2 separate regions of the Triticum aestivum genome follow, and region 2 is linked to region 1. The links are chromatin contacts, called in public Hi-C maps. All regions are on one chromosome and are shown on one strand. The core of a region is the stretch at or near the end of the contact, and the rest is flanking DNA. Distances in the headings are between cores, read along the strand shown.

Evidence for each region. A called contact is a pair of places that touch in the nucleus more often than the background predicts.
Region 2: a contact with region 1 is called in a Hi-C map of leaf, with 3 times the contacts expected there. The contact joins the promoter of LOC123079424 here to the promoter of LOC123079422 in region 1. A contact is called at or near these places in 2 of 5 Hi-C or Micro-C datasets (both in leaf).

The regions. Positions count from the first base shown.
Region 1 is chr3D:434,377,103-434,384,197 of IWGSC CS RefSeq v2.1, forward strand. It overlaps LOC123079422, which reads right to left and starts at 5,072. Exons shown (of 7, transcript XM_044502192.1): 1 at 4,654-5,072; 2 at 2,258-2,398; 3 at 1,800-2,165; 4 at 908-1,153; 5 at 514-606. The coding sequence starts at 5,034.
Region 2 is chr3D:434,665,491-434,672,462 of IWGSC CS RefSeq v2.1, forward strand. LOC123079424 (protein translation factor SUI1 homolog) reads right to left here and starts at 4,633. Exons shown (of 5, transcript XM_044502195.1): 1 at 4,420-4,633; 2 at 3,413-3,515; 3 at 2,501-2,712; 4 at 2,360-2,413; 5 at 1,965-2,273. The coding sequence starts at 3,449. The coding sequence ends at 2,229.

The DNA of each region.
Region 1 (7,095 bases), core at 3,822-6,321:
AAAAAAAGTACTCCGATAGAGTGTATATTAAGTTTTCCAGTAGGCTGTGGGAGAATAAACCAAATTTGCTCTCTAGTTTCACCTCAGACTTTGTGCATGGGTTGTTGGTTCATGGTATATGCAAGTTACTCTCTCTGCTCTTTTATTCTCTGTCACATCATCACATATCCAACATGGCAAATTATATCGATGATGACATCATCAGTACTGGAGATGCCCCAAATAGATGACAGTATTCAGGTTTATAGGTCCGGAGTAAATGCCACGGTATCAAAGGTTACAACATTTACATTGTCCATATTCCAGCAGGATTGTGCTCACACAAGAGCTTATTGCCACAAACTAATGAATCGGCTAGATGAACTGAACTACCGAAACTAGGGCCAGGTACTGCCTAGACAATTAAAAAAATCATCGGGTGCTGAAGAACAGGCATCAAGTAACCAAACCAGGAACGAACTGTAACAAAAACAGAGCACAGCTATTGGAAGTCAATGACAAATTAAAACAAACCTTAGTTCCCAGCCGCTTGTTAAGGGCTTCTGTCCACATGCTAGCCGCGTAGTCTGGTTGAAGCTTGTTCCACACAGTCATAACAGATGCAACCTAAGTCAATCATTAGATTTAGGTTACTACATTAGGAAATAAATCCTGTGAAAGTGCATAGTCCACTCTCATCGGTAATGCTTAAACTGCGATAATATCTGATAGTACAATTTATAAATATGAAAACATTTTGTCTAAGAATTGTGCTATAAGGTTAAATATTTATGTTTTAATCTGTGTCATAAATCGTATGCACCATTTAAGCTATGAACCTCTGAAAACATAAGCCGATGATACACATATGAACTAATAAAATAAACATTAGCAAAATGCTCTTGGAAAACGTATACATAAATCATACCACGTGAGCATCCAATGGTGGTGGATAGTTGTTACTTATAGTATCGATCCAACTGAAAATCATATTATGATACCCATAAGGCTTCCCATTCATTTTTTCCGCATAAATCCAAGCTGCTGTCTCATTAAATTTTGCTCGTAAATCTTGACGTAATGGAAGCAATGCAATCTGAGGATTTGAATCATCCTTTGTCGTTTCAAACTCCCACCATTCTTCCCATGGCAAGACAGCAATAATATCTTCTCCCTGCACAACTCTGTTTGTTAGCTTAATTTGCAAGACTGAAACTGATATAACGCATGTGTCAAGAAATACCCTGCAAATAATTTGGCCCCCACAGTAATAATTTGTAATTCAAGCAGAACAACATCTAAATATGATTAGCACTTGGTAGTAACATTTCCCTTATTTGTCTTCCGTACAAACTTCACATTACAGGTAAAAAACAAAGATTGAAGACAGTTTGCAGATATAACTATACCTATAGCCAGTAACAGCAACGAGAACATTATTTTCTGGTGAAATATGCACATTCTACAGAATGCTTTTAAAGTTTGCCCCTCTTAATATGGCTGAAATAACTGACACAGATATACCATGCAGTGCAAATTCACTATCTATATTGTCAAATTATTCAATAAATAACTATAATTTGCAAGCATATAGCAGTTCTATACTTCTCATCCTTCTAGGCAAAAAGGAAAGGAGTTAACTCATTTAGATCAAACTATGGGATCTTACAGTAAGACTGCTGTAACTAGTTAATCGAAATAACAAACAGCTAGTATCTACAAGTGTCATTTTATCATGCCTATCACATAGGGTAATACTTAAAATGTTGGATCTTTACTATTTTTTCAGTTCTGATACAGTAATGATCTTGTACAGGTACCTCCTCATTTTCATGACCAGATTCTCCAACCCACAGCTTTCCTTCGGAGTCCCTCAGGCAAACTGCAGTATGGCCTGCATAAGCTCCGGTAACCCACTTCTCAAGGGTTTCAAAACCACCCCAGCGTCCACGGATTTTCGACAAAACCAAAAAATCTCCAGATTGGATGTCATCAGGATTTAATTCTGAAACCCACGGTTTTGGCCGTTCCTCAAAGGTCGCACCCATATGCTTTTTGAGAAATGCAAGGTTTGCATTCTCACCCCATCCGGTATTAGTGAAAAGAGGGAAAACATCCCAGAGTGCTCTGAGTGTCCCGATTGTTCCTGACGGCATGAGGAAGATGGACACTCCATTATGTTTCACCTATTTTAAGATAACAAAACAGCGCAATTGTATCAACAATGTTAAATGTCAGTTGTAAACAGAACAAGCATCAGTTACTACATAGTACTTACATAGTCATATTCGGCCTTGCTTTCCCATTCTTTGATTTCAAGGGTATGCTCACGGCCTAGAAAGTAGTAATCCCATGTAACACGGTACGGAGTTGCAAACACATAAAGATCCATGCAAGTCCAGCTATGTGCTTTCGTTGTCTACAGAAAGGAAAGGTTAGTTTCAAAATGGGTAGTAAGACAGGGAAGATGTTTGTATAAAGGAGGGAAAAGAGAAATACTATTTTAACTTGTAGTCAGGGTAGTATTTAGCTTTCTAATCTAAAATCATAAAAAAAAAGTTGAGCAATAGGCTTTAATTGTGCAAACCACGAACTTTAAAAACAAATGAATACTGCCTTTAATCTAATAAAAACAAGACAACAAACATCACATGGAAGATAATTCTGGCTACTGAAAGTTAGAACAAACATGGATTGCATGAATACCCAATATAAGTCTCAAGATGCAAGTCGGATTTCCCCCATCCATCCTTACGGCATAAAATTGATGAGAACACATGATACCTTGCTCTTGTATGCATTGTACTACGGATAGGATTTAACAATCAAGCAATAGGTTGGAACATATCATACTGCCTTTCAATAGTAAGTAGCAAAATAGTTTGCTCTCGGTGTTGTTAGGATTAGAAAATAGTTTGCTCTCTGTGTCATTAGGATCAGCCTTTGGAACAAGTCGTTAAGGGAGAGCCAGTTAATCAGGATAAAAAGTTTGAACCGCTCTTCTAGTGGACCCCAGTTGCTGTCAGCATGTAAATTAAGAATCTATTTGAAAAACAAATATCAACCTTAAGCATGTATGTGGACCTTACTGATTAAAAATCTAACCCATTGATGACTGCTTCGAGTTCTCATTCCTGAGAATTGCAATTCCCTATAGTGCAATTATAGCTTCCAATCTAAATGATGACAGGATGCTAACAGCCATAAAACATGATAGACCAGTGCATGTACTTTGCCGTGATTATAATTATTTTTTTAGCCCAATCCGGATAAGGACTAGTTATGTTCCCCACAATTATAAACTAACAGGAACCAAGTTTTGATCACGCAAGGGGACACAACTAAGAAGTATACTAAAAAAAGCAACAACTGCCACAATTGGGCAATAATGAAATCAACCCATTTACCAAACCTACAGGCCACTGCTCAAAACTAGGAATCCCTGTGTTCGATATGGCGATACTGGAAATACCAAAATCGTGTAAGATCGTTCCAGAAGTTATGGATAACAAATTACACCCTGACGAGTTCCCCATTACCTCACTAGGAGAGAAAGTGGTTCTACCATCCACCCGACCGTACCCAAAAGCGAGTATAATAATAAGCAACGCGAGGTGGGTCTCGCACCGGCGTTCACCTCGAGATGGACCGTGCCGCCCCCGAGGCCCCCGTCGGTCCCGTTGGCGTCGCGGAACTCCATCCACGCCCGGTTCTCGTAGAAGCAGGCCCCCTTCCATTCCGCGGCGCGCGCGCCGTCGCCCCCGGGCACGCGCGCGGCGCCGACGAAGGCCGGCAGGAGGTCGGCGGGGCTCCGCAGCGCGAGGCGGCGGAGCAGCGGCTGGGCCACCGGCCACGGCAAGAGCGGGAGGAGGTCGCCGGGGAGCACCGGGGCGCGGAGCAGCAGGAGCTGCGGGAGCGGGCCGCGCGAGGCGGCGAACAGGAGGGCGGCGACGAGGAGAGGGAGGAGGAGGAGCTTGAGCCTCGAGGCTCCCATGGCGGGGGGCTAGGGTTCGGCCGCCGCCGCGCCAAGGAATTCAGATGCGGGGTTGAGGCTTGAAACAAAGGGAGGAGGAAATTTTGTGAGGTTTGCAAGGTTTGCTTGTTGGTAGCGGCTCCTCGCTTGTTGCTTCCGCATCGAGTTGACCGTCGTGTTGCGTTGCGTGCGCCTTGCTCGAGGTAACAACAACGACGGTTCGAGGCTTGCGATGCTGTTCTGCTCCATTTCCATTTGGTTTAGAGTTTCGTAGATACCAAGCCAGCGAGAATAGTTCACGAGGCGGATCAAAAATGGTTTGCACATATTTCTGGCATATTCCAAGGATATACACACTGCTAGTACTGTCTTGTTTGCGTAAAAAAGTGGAGTGGTAGTACTAAATTGCGACGTGTCATCGTCATAAACTCGGTGAGTTGGACACGGCAGTTGAGGATGCAGTTAAGTGGCGCGCGTGTCCCTCCCGCAGCCACGATGCATTTTCATTTCTATCCGCAATCACATGGGAAGATAATAAAAGAAGTGAAAACCCGTCTCCCGATCTTGATTCATCAGAAAATAAAACAGAATACCTATCCGGAAGTTAAAAAAATGAGGAAACGCCTATCCCGAAGTAAGCTCTCAGCAGTTCGCGGCGACCGTCCTCTGCGGCGGACTTTGCGGGAAGCACCGTGCCGTACCTTGAGGTGGACCGTGCCGCCGCCGTACTTGGAGCCGGAGTCGTTGTGGAAGGACAGCCAGGCCTCGTTCTCGTAGAAGCAGGCCCCCTTCCAGCCCACGGGCGCGGTGCCCGCCTGCGCCGGCCCGGCCGTCGCCGCGCCCACGAACACCGGGAAGATGTCCGACGCGCCGCGGAGCGCCCGGAGGGCCGCCATCGCCACGCGCCGCGGCAGGAGGGGCAGGACGTCCGTGGGACTGAACGGCAGGGAAGTGAGGATTCCGCTGCCCGCGCCCCACGGGGCGCCGCCATCGTCTGCGCCGGAGGGGCGGAGGAGCAGCACGGCCGCGAGCGAGGCCGAAACCAGCAGCAGAGACACGGCGGCGAGCTTGGAGACTGCCATGGTGGTGTGCGGTTCGGGGGGAATTTGATCTGGGAGCTTTTTTTATATGCGGGGAACCTGGTGGTGCCGGTAACGCACTTCCGTGTCAAAAATGGCCAGCCAGCACGGTGAAGGCAGCAGCGGTGTTTGGTACGCAAATGTTTTTGGTTGTACCGTGTGGCTCTGGGCCCCGGAGTGGTTTCACCGTCCAATGGAAAAGCTTGCACTTAATGATACTCCTTGATTACTCTAGTTGTGTGGGGAAGATGTCAATTTAACCGTAAACACACTTGCAAAACGTCTAATTGCAAATAAAGATTTTTTTAGAGGTTTTGAGGAGTTGAGGAAAAAATTAAGCCATGAGATTTTTCTTTCTTTTTGCGGATAAAGGGCTAAAGTCATATATTAAATATCACAAGTCCTTACGAATACACACTTATAGAAAAAAATGACATCCAAATTCTTTTCTTTTGGAGCTGATACATCCAAATTCTTATAGGTGTCAAAATCTTCTTCCTCATGACTGATATGCACACTCGTGCGTATTCGAGAAAAATCTTCTTCCTCATGCATTACAAACGGCCCACTGTGAGCTCGATTTTTTGTTGGGCCTCAGCCTCAGCGGAGCATATTTGTTCAAACCTCTTAGAGAAGCACCTTTACAACTACTTTTTTTTGCGTAGTAATACTTGTCTCATTAATAACATAAAGATTCAGTTACAAGCCACGTAAATATCGACATTACAGACTGAAAAGATAGGATAATCCTATGCAAAAAAAAACAGCGCCTGGCCCTCTCCATTAAGGAAAAGGAGACACATCACCTCTTCACCCGAGCTCGACGCGGCTCCATCGCTGATCAGCAGCTTTACGGACCTCCAAAGTAGTTGCCTAAAACAAAACCATTGTCGTTGAAAGAATCAGATCGGGGCAACGTGTCCCCGGACACGCCGTCGAACTCCAGAACTGACACCCCCGCACGACTACAACGTCGGAGGAGAAAACCAGAACTGTCAGCCTCCAACCACAAACCCAGCACAAGATGCACTATCTTCCAGCTGTCACTTGTGTAGACAAGCATCTGCGCGTACTCCTGGATGACAAAACCTCCCTGCTCCACCATGGCGTAGGAGACAACGCCGCAGCAACGGGGACAGAGCAGAAGGAGAGACACACCTGATGGAGTTACCGCCGCTGCCTCGCCGACACCATCCATGAACCCTAACGCCGCCGATCTGAAGGATCGACGAACACACGATGCCACCAACTCCGAGACGCCGCCATGAAGGACACCGCCGGTGTGGGAGTGGAGTTGAGGCAGATTTATTCGTCCGGACACCGCTCCCACCACCCCAACGGCGCACCACGACTTACAAATCCAAACCCTAACTAGGGAGCGGAGGAACGGCGTCCGTCCCTTAGTATATGTATTACAAACGTTATATGTGTTACAGTGATTTAAAAAAACACTTCTCTTTGTAATTCATAGCTACTTTCTTTCTTTGAATTTATTTGGTCCCTTATTATTTTGGGTCAAGTTTTGACCTTAGATTTAACTAGCAAAATATAATCGTATACCACTTGCAAATTACTTTCGAATACTAATCTTATGATATAATTTCCGTGGCATATAAATTACATTTTAGTATTTAAATCTATGCTCAAAATTTAACACAAAATACAAAGGGGCTAATAAAGGGAACGGAGGAAGTACCACCTTAACCCCGAAGAATAATTTGACACAATGCTTCATTTCTGCCTTAGCGAAACTCAATTCAACATTAAAAATACATGGGAAAACTAATGGGTGAATGTCTGTAGGGAAATGTGCTGCGCACCAAAATTTATGCTACACGATCACACACAGGAACACTATGAAAATTGTGGTAACAATCAAACTCACCGACTAGCAAAGTAGTGGAAGCAGTGAAGAGTCGGTGAAGTGTAACGATTCCCGCAGCTAGGTTACACCTCCCACCCGCGAGAATGTTCTCCAAGACAAGAATCGGAGTAGATGACCCCTCTGAGGTATCCACGCGTTCCGAAGTAGTAGTCCGGTAGAGATTCGGCGTTCAGGAAGAA
Region 2 (6,972 bases), core at 3,383-5,882, 290 kb after region 1:
GTGATGGAGTAAAAATAGGGGTGACGGAAATGGTTAAGGATTATTTATCCTCCACTATGGGATATTAGCGATCGGTTAGATGCCGATTAGAGGAATAAATCCGGTTTTTTACTCCTTTGACCAGTTATTGGGGATCGGCTAGAGTTGCCGATACGGCTAGCTGGCTGCAACAGAAAAGCATCGCTGAATGTGGGCTTCTACTTCTTCTGGTTCTCTTTTTAATCAGCTTACCCAACTATCATTTGATACATTAGCTTCACGATACTATAACGTTCTACTGTCACGAACAGGTATCTTCCTAAAACAGCCGCAATATCACTATCATCGAAAGAACGGAATAGTGGATTACTACGAAATTTGCCAGTAATTCACTATTCTGTTCTTCGAAATTACACCATCACGCATTCGATCTCCCTTCTTTCTGTGAAAGAGTCAAGGTCTCTGAGGACTTCTCTTTTGTCTCTCCCAGATTTAGAAAAAGGGAGGAAGAGGGCCTCTTGATGGGAGTGATTCCCTAGAAAGAGATCGTTCCACTGTTCCAGCATCCTCGAGTTGAAGACCTTCATCCACCTTTCATGGACTGGCACGGGCAAGCACCGACGTCTGGAGCTGGAGATGAAAGCTTGGGTTGAAGAGGCGTCAACGAGTCATCAATTGCGATAGATTGGTTACATTCAGATTCATTTGGTTTTGATTTTTTTTGTTGAGTCGTCAGATGACAATTGTAGTAGGGGTCCTCCCTCTTTTAATACGTAATTCGCCGGTGCTACATATAACATGGGGGTTGCCACGCGTCGGCCGGTGGATCTTTTTAAAAGATCAGCCGCTTCGCGTGCCGTCGAATCTGACACAGATTTAGCGGGTGAACTTCTTGTCTCTACTTTACAACGAAGACCTTGTTGCGGAAACATTTGTAACAGAGATTGTGTTGCAGAATTTTTGTGCAATAGAGGTTGTGTTGCAGATTTTGTTTTTTTTTGCGACATACGTATCGTTGCGGATTTTTTGCAACAGAGGTCATTTTTTTTTGCGACAACGGTCTTGTTGCACATTTGTTTTTTGCAACAGCAGTGATGTTGCAGAAGTGAACGGCACCCTGCGTCGTCGGTGTCGAGCGAAGGTCTTCTTCATCACCCGGTAGCAGCAGGATCGGCTGCGACGGCGGAGCGCGTGCTCGCCGGCGTCAGCGGCGGCACAACAAGGGTGCTCGCGGCGGCGTGACTGGATGAAGGAGCGAAGAGGGAGAAGGAGAGAGGGTTGATGGTGGTGGAGGCGATCGACGATCGCGATGGAGGAGCGCGTGCTTGCCAGCGTCAACGGTGGCAGCGGGGTGCTCGGCGGTGGCGCGGCTACCAACGCCTGGTCTAATGAACGTGAGAAGAGGATGGATGGTGGTGGACGCGACCGACAACCACGACGGCGAAGCACGTGCTCGGCGACATCAGCGATGGCACAACGGGGGTGTTTGGCGGTGGCAAGACGGGTGTGCCCGCTGGCGTGAGCGATGGCGCGTCGGGAGTGCTTTGGAGGAGCATGGGTGGTGGCTGCTCTCAAGGGGATCCAGTTTCAGATCCCTCAACACACAGTTGCCGCAACACACAGTTGTTGCGGTGGGAGAAATCAAAACAGCCACTCAGTTGCAAAAATTAGGTAATACGTTGCTTCTTGCCATCTCATTAAAATCTGATCCAACGGCCACAGAGATGATGGACGCACGTGTCGTGCTCCGTCAGGTGATCCCAATGATTTCCTGATAAACATTGCCAAGCTTAAAACTAGATGGCCCTAAGAAACTATCTCCACCAATGTGTCATGTCAAGAAAAGAAAAAAAGGAACCCCTCAAAAACAAAAAGGAGGGAGTGCCCCTGGCCAAGGCAACGACTGAGCACAACCATGAGAAAATAAACAAATTCGAGAAAACAAACAAAAAAAAAACGAACAGAGCACACAATGCACACAACCATGAGAAGATAAGCCTGAAGTACATTTATTTAGTGCACAATAACCTGGATAAACCATACTGCCATACTGGTGGCGCATACAAACCATGTTGAAGGACAACTTGCATCAACACACCGATGCAAATTCAAATGTCTTGGATGTAAAAGTGCATCAAACACAGATGCCTCACACGAGTACTAGCAATTCAAATGTCTTAGATGTGACAATACCAAGTATACGACAACTTCCAGGCTTCGGTGACAGCACACGAGCATTTGTGTGTTGCCTAAAATCCGTGAATCTTGATGCTCTCTTTCTTTGCAAGTCCAGCCTAACCAAACAGGAATTGTCAAATTAAGAAGATGAACGACGCAACAGTCAATATGCATGACAATATAAAATGGCATTGTAAATTACCTGAACTAGAAAAGTAGCAACATTTTTACGCTGATCACCTTGGAGTTGGATGACCTGAAAATATAGAAGATAACTCATCAGCATATACACACTTAGATGAGAGAATTTTGCTACCAACAAAAAAAGAGAACCTCGCTGTACCTGGCCTAGTTCTGGATCCTGGACTACAGTACCATTACAGCAGAATTCCTTTTTGAGATCCTTGAGAATCTTGTTGTAGCTGTAGTCTTTCTTCAGACCCTGAACAGTTGTCAGACTCTTTCTTCCGTTGCGCTGCTGGACACGCACATGCACATAGTTCTTTGATCCAGCACCAGCGCCGGAGTCCTCAGCATTTGCCTCAGCAAACGGATCTACAAAGAAGATGCCAAGTCAACTTCTGGGTAGAGGATATACTTAGGCAAGGCAACCAGAGGATACACAAATCAGTGTACTGTACGCAAACCAAAAAGATGCATGTTTCTGTGGCATAGTCATCTGTGGACACACATCTTCATTAATACAGATAAGATATGCATCAGCGCCACCTCTAGAGAAGGTTAGGAAAAGCTCTTGTCCAGCATGATAAATGTATGTTGGTATACAACAACTACTACTAACTCATGATCAACTAGATGTGGTATTCTGTTAGTTAATAGAATTAGATATTGAGAACAGTCTATTAGGTAATTTAGGGTAAGAGAGAACGTAAGAAAAGACAATCTATATAGGTTATTTATAGGCAAAACAAATGATCCATGTTTCTGTAATACAGTGATCTGTGACTGTGCATCTTCATTAATGCAGCTAAGCTATGTACCTGTGCCACCTCTAGGGAAGGTTAGCAAAAGCTCTTGTCCAGCATGATACATATATGTTGGTATACAACAACTTATAATCAACTAGATAATGGCATGCTGTTGGTTAATGAGATTAGATATTGAGAGCAGTCTATTAGGTTAATTCAGCGGGAGAGAGAACGTAAATAAACAAAATCTACAGGTTAAGGACTCAAATTGATCTAGATTGGCAGGTGTGATTCCCTAATGAAGAGATAATGAAATGAGTGCATACCAAAAGCAGTTGGAACCTGGACGTCGAGATCAGACATGAACTTGTTGTTTGGTTTGATTGGCCCCAAACAGACAAGGCTCTATTTATTGTCTTGATGTGTGAGCTGCAAAACATCCCAAACGATCACAAACCATCCAGCAATACGTTAATTCTGAATTACAACATTCATTCTGGGAAGAAGATAAGCTAGAACTGAGCCACTGATATGCAATAGTTCCTAGATAGTAGGATAGTACTTGGTGCTAACAGAAGTTGCATCTGAGTTTCTTCTTATAAGAAGATCTCTATTAAGTTATTATCATAATAGCTGATGAAATTTAAGAAATTCAGAGTTGTAGTACTAGATCATCATGGAATATAAGGCAGATATAGTCACGCAATACAGAGGGTACTCAGCAGTACAACATCGAATTAAGTGCACAGGACATTCAGCATAAAAAACGAGGGACGGTGTGCAAAACGCAAGCATAAGCCCCATCCTTGGTCACTTCCAAAATCCACATAGAAAGTAGAAGACCTCCTTATTAACTACAAGGGAGAACCTAAAATCAGCCCACAAATTTGCTAAATCACAAACAGCATGTCCTAATATTTCTCGTTCTATTCATCAGGAAATAGATGAACCAAGCCACAATCGCATAGATCGACAACAAAAGAACAAGGTACTCATCTAAACTGTTCGCGCGGACAGATCGGTTCAAATCGCGGCCGCACGCCTAAGCGAATCCCCAATATCAGACACCCGAATTAGCAGAAAATCAGCCAATCAGGTACGGAAACCACCTAAACTCATCATCCACCGCACAAAACAAACCGATTGGGGCCAAAAATCGGCACACCGAAAAACCAACCCAACAGCCCTATCGAGATCTAGGAGCGGGCGATCGATTGGACGGCGCAACCACAACCGATCGCGAGACGGAGTCCACCGCTAGAAATCGAGCCGCGGGGGAGCAGGGAAACGTAGAATCGGCCGATGGGGGGGAGGGCGAGGAGGGGAAAATCACCTTGTCCGGTGGTGCGAACCGCAGACGGCGAATGCGGGGAGGAGGAGAAAGGCAACACGGGACGAGACGACTTGACCTCGGGGGAAATATCTGTCTCCTCCTCTCTCTCTCCTTCCGCCCCGGTTCCACCACCGTCGGTTATAAAGGAGCACGGCGCGTATAAATTAGGCGGACCGACGATTAAACGTGGAGACAGGATATTCCGTCCGTCGGTTCTACGCTAAATTTAGCCTTGGCGTCGGTTCAGGCCCATTAGCAGATGGTGGTGTTGTAATCTTTGTCCTGTTAGTTTTGTTGGGCCCGATTCTTAGGCGTCAACCTTCCCTAATCACAAATTAGAGTACCCCCCATAAAAGAAAACAAATTAGAGGTGCCCGTTCGAGATGAAAAATCCCTTTGCAAAGTGCATATGTTTTGGTGGGAAAATGCCTCTAGTGACAACACCTTTTCTTAGAAAGTTGTGAAAAAAATTAAACTCGTGACGTTTATAAAAAAATTGAATATTTTTTAATTCGTGAACATTTTTCAAATTCAGGAACATCTTTTTAGAAATCCATTAACATTTTTTTAGTTTCACCAAAATTTTCAAAATCAACAAAAAAATGCGGACCAACAACAACAAAGAGACAAGCGAAAAAATACTTGTGTTGGGGTTTCATGTGATTTTCTTAGTTTTGGGTTGACAAATAAGGCACACGTCCCATGAGATAAAAACAGGCGCAATAAGTACAAGCACGAAAAAAAAACACCTGCAACACTACAGAGACAACGACACAAAAGAAATGTAAGGGAACCACCAAATAGAAAAGGCAAGGAGATGGTGTGACGTCACTTAAAAATGCAATAGCTATTTTTCATCTAAATGAGCCCTAGAGAAGGACGCACTATTCTGATCCCGACTTCATGTGCGCTTAGGTGAACAGTATAATCAAATTTTTTTTGTATGAAATATTGACAAATATTTTGATAACTTGCAAAATTTCATCACCATATGATATTCGTGGAAAAAATGAAAAAAATCAATACTCCAAAATGTTGTTTTCAAAGCATTTTGGAGCATCAATTTTGTTGGAGCATCGATTTTTTTGCCACCTCTTCCACGAACTTCCTTTCATGATGAAATTTTACAAGCTATCAAAACATTTGTCAATGTTTGACACAAAAAATCAGATTATTTCTTATTTTACTGTTCAACCGAGCTCACTTGAGCTCGGGATTAGAACAACACTTTCGCCCTAGAGAAACCCTAAGTAAGGATATAAAAAGAATATGAATTTTCTAGTTCTCATCTAAATGAGGATTAACAAAGTATCATCTATATTTATGCCATTTAACTTTACATGGGGGATTCGTGCTGATACAACATGGACACAAATGCACATTAGAGCGAGTACAATAATGGGTTTATAGCCCACTTGCTTACATGGCGGGGAAAATATATGTCCCCTCCTCTCTCTCCTTCCGCCCCGGTTCCACCACCGTCGGTTATAAAGGAGCACGCCCCGTATAAATTAGGTGGACCGACGATTAAACGCGGTTCTACGCTAAATTTAGCCTTGTCGTCGATTCAGGCCCATTAGCAGCAGATTGATGGAGTTGTAATCGTGTCCTGTTCGTTTTGTTGGGCCCGATTCTTAGGCGTCAACCTTTCCTGATCATAAATTAGAGGTACCCGTTCGATATAAAAAATCCCTTTGCAAAGTGCATATGTTTTGGTGGGAAAAAATGCCTCTGGTGACAACACCTTTTTTAGAAAATTGTGAAAAAGTTAAACTCATGAAATTTAAAAAAAATTGAATATTTTTTAAATTCATGAACATTTTTCAAATTCACGAACATATTTTTAGAAATCCATTAACATTTTTTTAAGTTTCAACAAAACTTTCATAATCAACAAAAAATGCGGACCAGCAACAACAAAAAGACAAGCGGAAAAAAACTTGTATTGGGGTTTCATGTGCTTTCCTTAGTTTTGGGTTGACAAATAAGGCACACATCCTGTGAGATAGAACAGACGCAGTAAGTACAAGCACGAAAAAAAGACCTGCAACGCCGCATGGATGACGACACAAAAGAAACATACGAGACCACCAAACAGAAAAAGCAAGGAGATTGTGTGACGTCACTTAAAAGTGCAACAACTATTTCTCATCTAAATGAGCCCTAGAGAAGGACGCGGCTATTCTGGTCCCGAGCTCATGTGAGCTCAGTACAATCATTTTTTTTGTATGAAATATTGACAAATATTCTGATAACTTGCAAAATTTCATCACCATATGATATTCATGGAAAACATGAAAAAAAATCAATACTCAAAATGTTGTTTTCAAACGCATTTTGGAGCATCGATTTTGTTTTTTGCCACCTCTTCCACGAACGTCCTTTCATGATGAAAATTTTACAAGCTATCAAAACATTTTTCAATGTTTGACATAAAAAAGTCAATTTATTATTTATTTATTTATTTTATTTTATTGTCCAGCCAAGTTCACTTGAGCTCAGGATTAGAACAACACTTTCGCCATAGAGAAACCCTAATTAAGGATATAAAAA